Regions from separate parts of the Mus musculus genome. Here region 2 is linked to region 1. Evidence: chromatin contacts called from public HiChIP or PLAC-seq data. All regions are on one chromosome and are shown on one strand. The core of a region is the stretch at or near the end of the contact, and the rest is flanking DNA. Distances in the headings are between cores, read along the strand shown. Region 1 overlaps Gm46178 (a long non-coding RNA gene). Region 2 has its middle 18 kb from the start of Atf3.

The links. HiChIP or PLAC-seq counts read pairs in DNA pulled down with a chosen protein or histone mark.
Region 2: a contact with region 1 is called in an H3K27ac HiChIP or PLAC-seq map of the HPC-7 cell line, with 6 times the contacts expected there. The contact joins two enhancer-like sites. A contact is called at or near these places in 1 of 15 datasets of contacts at CTCF or cohesin (CD8 T cells), 3 of 484 Hi-C or Micro-C datasets (embryonic stem cells, erythroblasts and nephron progenitors), 2 of 115 datasets of contacts at active chromatin or transcription factors (CD8 T cells and the HPC-7 cell line) and 3 of 9 other capture datasets (adipose tissue, liver and pancreatic islet).

The regions. Positions count from the first base shown.
Region 1 is chr1:191,124,011-191,127,835 of GRCm38.p6, forward strand. It overlaps Gm46178 (a long non-coding RNA gene), which reads left to right. Exons shown (of 3, transcript XR_001779634.1): 2 at 755-762; 3 at 1,309-1,318. Among named protein-coding and RNA genes, the nearest start is that of Gm46178, 5.0 kb to the left of the region's middle. Within about 2 kb of position 2,116, at least 89 of the 459 cell types and tissues checked have an H3K27ac peak or open chromatin away from gene starts, as enhancers often do. A contact at or near this core is called in the HPC-7 cell line, adipose tissue and erythroblasts, where this site is marked.
Region 2 is chr1:191,199,632-191,203,456 of GRCm38.p6, forward strand. No RefSeq gene overlaps it. Among named protein-coding and RNA genes, the nearest start is that of Atf3, 18 kb to the left of the region's middle. Within about 2 kb of position 1,765, at least 61 of the 459 cell types and tissues checked have an H3K27ac peak or open chromatin away from gene starts, as enhancers often do. A contact at or near this core is called in the HPC-7 cell line, adipose tissue and erythroblasts, where this site is marked.

The DNA.
Region 1 (3,825 bases), core at 866-3,365:
AAGTCTAGGGACTCAGAGACCAGTGGGCTCAGTCATGGAAAAGCCAGGAGTCCTACTGCCCCTGGCAGCACACATTTCTCATTTGTCTATGGCTCCCCAGGGAGTGGCATCTAGGGACCTTTCTGAAAGACAGTCAGGAGCAGTGCTTCTCCAGACCCGGGTGGATTACCCCTGACCTCTGCCATTCATCCCAGCTGCTGCCATGTAGGGTTTCTAAGAAAGACATGGTGGGGTGACATTTCCAGGAACTGAACTTGTTTCCTAGAGATGTCACACTCTGGAATGTTCCCAGTGGCTGTCAGGGGAATTCTGGGATGACTCAAGTGAAGACCCGAACCAGTAAAGGGTGAGCCTGAAACCACACTCTCCATCCCCCACTCTGTTAAAAGGCAGCAGCATCGAAGGCTTGAGCTCCTCATCTGACCACCAGGAAGCCTCACTAGACAAACCAGAGGCACTTTCTACCCAAAGGTGGCCTCACACCTCCAACGCTCATTTGCATATGTGGTTGGCTTTATAATGAGCTTCAGCATAGCCCTCTGACAGAATCCAGTGTGACAGATGGCAGCTACCTTTAAGACCCGATTGAGGTTCAAATTGATAGAGCATGAGAGCCAGTGTGTCAGCTGACTGGTCACCATACACAGCACAATTGTACATTGCAAGCTAGACTCAGGGTAGTGCAAAACAGGGTTGCTGAGGGTGGAAGAGACACTAGTGCAGTGGGGAGCTTGCATTCCTAGTGCAGTGGAAGTGGAAGAGGTGGGCCCCAGAGCTAGCTGACCAACCAGTACAGTCTCTTGGGATCCAGCTGGAGATTCTGTCTTAAAAAAACAAAAAACAAAAAAGGCTGGACGGTATCTGAAGATGACAACCAAAGTTGATCTCTGGCTTCTGCATGCATCCATACCCAAGTGCATCTGCAGTCACATAGCACACACACTAGTGCACACCCCCACGCACATCCACATGCCCACCCACACACCCACGTGCATCTTCAGTCACTTAACACACACACAGGCACATAACACACCCACGTGCATCTGCAATCAAATAGCACACACATATACACATGCACATACACGTGCTCACTCATACACCCATGTGAATCCGTAATCACATAGCACACAGACACAGGCACACACCCATGCACACCCATGCATGCATGCACATCTGCAATCACATAGCACACACAAGCACACTCACACAAGCAAACACATACAAGCATACACACACAAGCGCACACACACGTTCTCCCACGCAACCATGTGCATCTTCGCTTTCCCTGTGGGACCCCCTACACAGCAGAGATGAGAGTCCCACACTATCATAAACTGAGTTCTGTTCTGTGCAAACTGCGTTTACAGGAGCGCAGTATCTCCTGTGCTAAGCGGGAACAAAACCTGATGTTTTAACCCTCACCCCGAATCTGTCTGTGTTCTCCTCCCCCCTACACGGGGAGGGGTGTTGCAGTGCTCTTTCCAGAACTGCCTTCAGCAGGGAAGCAGGGAGAGTGCCCTTGCACATCACTGCAAGATGAAAGCAGGAGACAAGAAAGGCTTATGGGCCAACACTGCACTCTAAAGACCGAGCGCCAGGATGGAAAAGGACTTTGGGAGAAAAGGCAGCAGGCTCAAAGCTTTACTCTTATTTGCTTGTTTGTTTGGATATAGAGGGGGTGAAACCCGGGGCTTCATGCATGCTCAAGTTCTCTAAAAATAATCTTTAGCCCATTTCTTCTAATGCATCCTATTTGAAGGTAGATGTGCCGGGCCTTGTGGCAGAGTTTCTTCTTCTGTGGAATTGTGTAACATTTAAAACCCACAGAGATTCGAGCGAGCCCACACATGGAGGCTGCGACTGGGAAAGAGGAAGGAGCTCTGCCCCGGGCGCAGCACCCCTACTTCGAGGCGCAGTACCCCGACTCCCCGAGTGTCGAGAAGTCTGCCTGGACCGGGGCTTGCGCTGCGGCTGAGGTCTGCACCAGCACGGGCCTAGAGGGCGCGTCCGCGGGGAATGGAACAGCGGTTTCCAAGCTCTCGCCCCGTCTACAAGCTCCCCGGTCCTAGAGGTGAGGCTGGGTCGGAGATCAAGCGTAGACCGCACCCGAGAGTCTCTGGCATCGCAGCGGCCCCTGGTGGCTACCGGCGGACAAACCTAACCCAGCCAGAGCCCAGAGGGTGTGTGGCTTGGGTGCCCCAGTCCCAAGCCTCCTGGGTTGGCTTTGTGAACTCCTGTCCCCCACACCCTCCGGCCTCGAACAGGTATAGAGCTGTGAGCCAGAGCCCTGTTTGTGAGTCGTGGCCTCTGACCTGCCCAGGCCTCAGGGTGATCATTTGTGAAGAGTGTTACAGTAAGGCCCTGAGGCAGGTTTACTGCAAAGCACAGTCTGCAAAAATACTTGCAACCTTAGGAATGCAAAATCCTTGGTGATGTCATCACTCAGTAATTACCGCGGGTGGACAGCTGCGAAACTCGTGTTCCACAGGTGATGGAGGCCCTGAGACTATTGCAAAGAAGCAAAGACATCTTACTTTTCAGTTTAACAGACAATCGCAGATCTAAATATTTGTCATATCTAAATAGCTTGGTGTTATATAATCTCAACACTCCAGAGGCTGAGGCAGGAGGATCATACTTAGTTCCAGGCCTGCCCAGCCACATAATGAGACCCTGCCCCGCCCCCAAAACCCAAACAACCAACCACCACCACTACCACCACCATCAACAACAACAACCCCTGAAAACCAGGGACTGGAGAGATAGCTCAGTGGTTAAGTGCACTGTCTGGTTTCTCAGCATCCATACGGTGGCTCACAACCATCTGTAAGTCTAGCCTCTGTGGATCCAATGCCTTCGTCTGGCCTCTGCAGGCACCTGCATGCATGTGGTACATAGACATACATTCAGGCAAACACTCATACACATAAAGTAAAAAATAAATATATTTAAAGAATACCCATAAAACCAAGCACAGCAGGCATGGGAGGGAGATAAGAGGACAAAGAGGCTGGCCTGGTGTATACCTTTAATCTCAGCACGGGCAGGCACAGACAGGTGGATCTCTGAATTCCAGACCAGCATGGTCTGCATAGTGAGTTACATACATGTATGATATTGTAAAAGAATAATTTTTAAATTTATATTTATCTTATGTGCATAAGTGTTCTGCCTATGTATATGTCTGTGTATCATGCACACATGTGTACATGGTGCCTGAGATGGTCAGAAGAAAGTCTTGATCCCCTAAAACTGAAACTATGACTGGCTGTAAGCCAACATGTGGGCCCTGGGAATCAAACCTGATTCCTCTGCAAGAACACCAAGTACTCTTAACTGCCACAGACCGGGCTCAGTCGGCCTCTCTCAATCCGCAGAAATTAGGGGTTCCAGCAGGTGGGCATGGAGTTGGTGAGAAAAGGGTGCCAAATGGACACAGACACAAGGGAGTGTTGTATCTGGATGTAATTTTTCACAAAGCAAACACCAATCTATAATACAGGAAACAAAGGAGTAAGGTGTCACAGCAGGCAAGGTACATTAAAGTATCTGACACAAAACAGAGGAATGCCTACAAAGGACTGACAGGAACCAGGTAATGTTTACAGTAAAGATAAAACAGCCCTGCCTAGAGTCAGCTAATGTCAGGTAAGGATTTCACACCCTAGTCACAATTTATGCTACTCCTTTGAACCTTGTGAAAGCTAGCACCAGGGGCTTCTGCTCTAGCAGACCTTCTCATGAATAATGCAATACCACAACCCCCCTATTTCCTAGGCCTTGGTAAATACTTGCATATGAGAGTAACTTGGCTGTTCCTTTAGG
Region 2 (3,825 bases), core at 515-3,014, 75 kb after region 1:
TTCCTAGAAGCAAGCTTCTCCATGTGGAAGGGCTCACCTGACTACAGCTTACAAAGGAAGCCACTGAGGCAGGCACCTTTATTGATTCAGACTGAACACTGGTGTCATCACCTCTTTTTCATCCCACATCTGAGTCTCATTGGGTCAGCAAAGGCACCTTCCTTGACTCTGTTTTGCCAAATTAAAGATCATTGTTGTTGTTGTTGCTGTTATTAAAGTCACCCATAGGCTCTTCCCTCCACGTAAGCCTGTGCCTGTGCCTGCCAGTGTCCACAGGGACAATGAGCTGGAGCTGAGGGTTCACTGGAGCTGAGGTTACAGGTGGCTAAGAGGCTCTAGGCATGGGTGCTGGGGTCTGAACTCACTTCTCTCAAAGAACAGCAAGTGTTCCTACTGCTGAGCCATCTCTTCTGCCCCCTGAAATAACCTGTGCACTTTGCTGAATTGATAGCATAGCTTTGAATGCGCATCTTCCACTTTGTACAGCTCTGCTGGCACTTCTGGTTTGCTGCCATCTGCCCATCCATACTTTCTGCATTCATGTGCTATTTTCTATTGTGTTTACTTTGCTTTGAGTCAGACTCTCATTCTGCGGTCAGGCTGGTCTCAAGCTTACTATGTAGCTGAGCATGTCCTCAAACTCACAGGGAGCCTCCTGCCTCAGCCTCTTCGGTACCGGAACTATAAGTGTGTGTCACCATACCCAGCTCAGACTATAATTTAAAACCTTTTATGTAAAAAACCTGCTTAGTGTTACTTTTGTTGTTGTTTTTGAGACAGGGTCCCACTATGCAGCCCTGGCTTGCCTGGAACGGCTGGTTTTGAACTCAAGACGACCCTCCTGTCACTGCCTCCTTAGGTCGGGGATGACATGTGTGCATCGCCAAGCCTGGTACAAGATTAATCTCGACTGGACTTAGAATCACTATCCTAGCAAACCTGGCTCATCCGAGAGAAGTCTCTAGTTAAATAAACTGAAGTGGGCAGGTTCACCTTAACTGTGGGCGGCACCTGTGGGCGGCACCATCCCATATGCTAGGTTCTAGACTAAACATAAAAGGAAGAGAGCTGAGCATGAGCACTCATCCCTCTGCTTCCTGACAGAGGACGCAGTGTGACCGGCCACCTCACGCTTCTGCAGCAGGGGCCTCCCATAAGGGATTAGATCCTTCAAACTGTGAGCCACAATACCAGCCCCCCCCCACACACACACACACCCTAGGTGCTTCCCTCAGGTGTTTATTCACGGCAATGGAGAAGTAGCCTGGGCTCAGTATAATGGTTTGTATATGCTCGGCCCAGGGAATGGCACTATTAGAAGGTGTGGCCCTGCTGGAGTTGGTGTGGCCTTGTTGGAGTAGGTGTGTCACTTAAAGCGTGGCCTTCAAGACTCATCCTAGCTACCTGGAAGTCAGTATTCTGCTAGCAGCCTTCAGATGAAGATGTAGAACTCTCAGCAGTTCCTGTACCATACCTGCCTGGATGCTGCCATGTTCCCGCCTTGATGATCATGGACTGAAACTCTGAGCCTGTAAACCAGCCCCAATTGAATGTCCTTATCAGAGTTGCCTTGGTCATGGTGTCTGTAGAACAGCAGTAAAACTCTGACCATGCCACTCAGTCTTTAGTTGAAGGTGTGGGGGACTTTAGAAGGGAAAGGCTGGATCCTATTTACTGTTGCCTGGCCTCTGCTGTGGTAACCTACTTGTATGTCAGCAGTGTGTCTGAACATCATCTGCGAGCTTCTAAGCACGTGGCTTGGTCACAAGAGGCCTCGTGGATTGCATCATGGAAGCAACCTCAACTTCTGCAAAAGTCTGTCTGCAACTGTGTGCCTGTTGTTTGGAAGCAAAACACTCTGAGGTTTGAGTTCATGTCAAGCTGTCCAAAGTGCGCTTAACTCAGACAACGCTTATGGATACAAATATCCCTTATTTATTTTGTGTTTATCCACAAACACTACTGAACACCAACTACGTGTGCTTTGACTTACAGTATCGCCGTATAATACATCACTCTCCTCAGGTTTTAACTTCCATTGCTTTCTACCTTCAAAATCTCAGTTCTTTTTGTATTTTTTTTTCTTGCAGAGACAGGTCTCATACAGCCTAGGACAAAGTCACTGTGTAGTTGTGGATGGCCTTGAGTCATCAACCTGCCTTCTCTTCTGGTGTGGGGGACCACAACCATGTGCCCCCATACCCAGGGTCTTCCCTCTGTCTGAGACGTAATATTCTTTCTCCTAATTCACTTATTCTACCTTAAGAGAGAAAAAAAAGGCAAAGTGTGTGCCAGTATCAGTGAAAGCACTCATTTGTCACAGACAGAAAAAGCCCCAATATGTTCTGCTCTACCCAGAAGGCTCCTGCCCCGTGGTCTAGCCCCAGGGTCATCACAAAACGACATTATTATGTTTTTCTAAGGGAGCCGAGAAGACGGCAGCAAAATTGGGAATTGGGTCTTCCTCAACAAACCTCTCACCACTGTCAGGAACAAACAACCACTTTTGAAGACTCACCACCCAAATTGCCTAGCTTTTGTCTTGCCGTAAACTCATGAGGAACTTGGTACATGCTTGACGCTTATTTCCCTGTGCCTCAGTTTATGTCTGGCTTAGCATGTACTCTAAGGTGGTTCTAGGCAGGTGAGTCATCCAGAATGACAAACTCACCCTGATATAGTCATTCATATCTTTATTGCACTTTTAAAACTTTGCTTGTGTGTATATGCTGTGTGCATGTATGGCCCGTCCCTGCTGTCTGCCCCCTACTGTCCCAGCACTGGAATTACAGGCAAAGGCCACCACAACCAGGTTGTTATGTGGTTCTTTGGGATCCAAACTCAGGTTCTCGTGTTTGTCCTGTAAGCACTCCACCCACTGAGCCACGTCCCATATTCATTCATTCATTCATTCATTCATTTATTCATTTATTCATTCATTCGCTTCTTAGGCTCGGTTTTCATAGCAATACCTAGTACCTGCCTGAAGTCATAGTCTGGTGTTAAAAATTACTGCTCAACCGGTGTTCAGAGAGAGCTAATGGGAGGTTTGACTGCGTTGAACTTTTGTTTTAATGGTGTGGGCGTGTTTCCAGAGTCCTCCACTCCGGGATGAGCTTCTCCCACCCCTAAGTCTTTTAGAACTTCAGTTTTGTGCATCTCATGGATGTCTTGTCATGTGACAGAAGATGACTCTCAAGACCCTGAGTTTTTTTCTCTAGAGTCAGAGTTAATGGCTATGTCTAAATCAGGTTCTGCAGGAGAATGAGAAACCTCCTCCTGGAGTGTAGGTGTACTGTGGATCTCCTCTCTCCTCCCCGTCTCTCCTCCCCCCTCCTCCTTTCTCCCTCTGCTGGGAATGAGACCAGGGCCTTGTGTATTGTAGGCAAATGCCCTCCCACTAAGCTGTCCTGAGGCCATGGAGAGGCCTGGGGAGATGCTCAGAAGGTAACCACTTTCTGTTCTTCCAGAGGTCCCAGTTCCCAGCACATGGAAGTCTACAGCCTCCTGCAACCCCAGCTCTAAGGAACCGGACTCCTCTCCAGGCCTCCCTGGGCACCTGCACTCATGGAGACACACATGTGCACTAGATGAACAATTTTTTAAAAAATTTAAAAATAAGTCATGAGAAACTTACAGAGTCTTGGTCACAGACTAGGCAAATTTCTTCTAAAAGATGAGGCAACATGTAAGCTGCCACAGAACAGGCAGGGTTAGTATGCACACTCGACATCTTAGCTTAAGGAGGAGGATTGCCATGAAGTCCAGGCCAGCCAGGGCTACAAACCAAGATTTTTTAAAATCTTATTTATTGTTTGTTCTGTA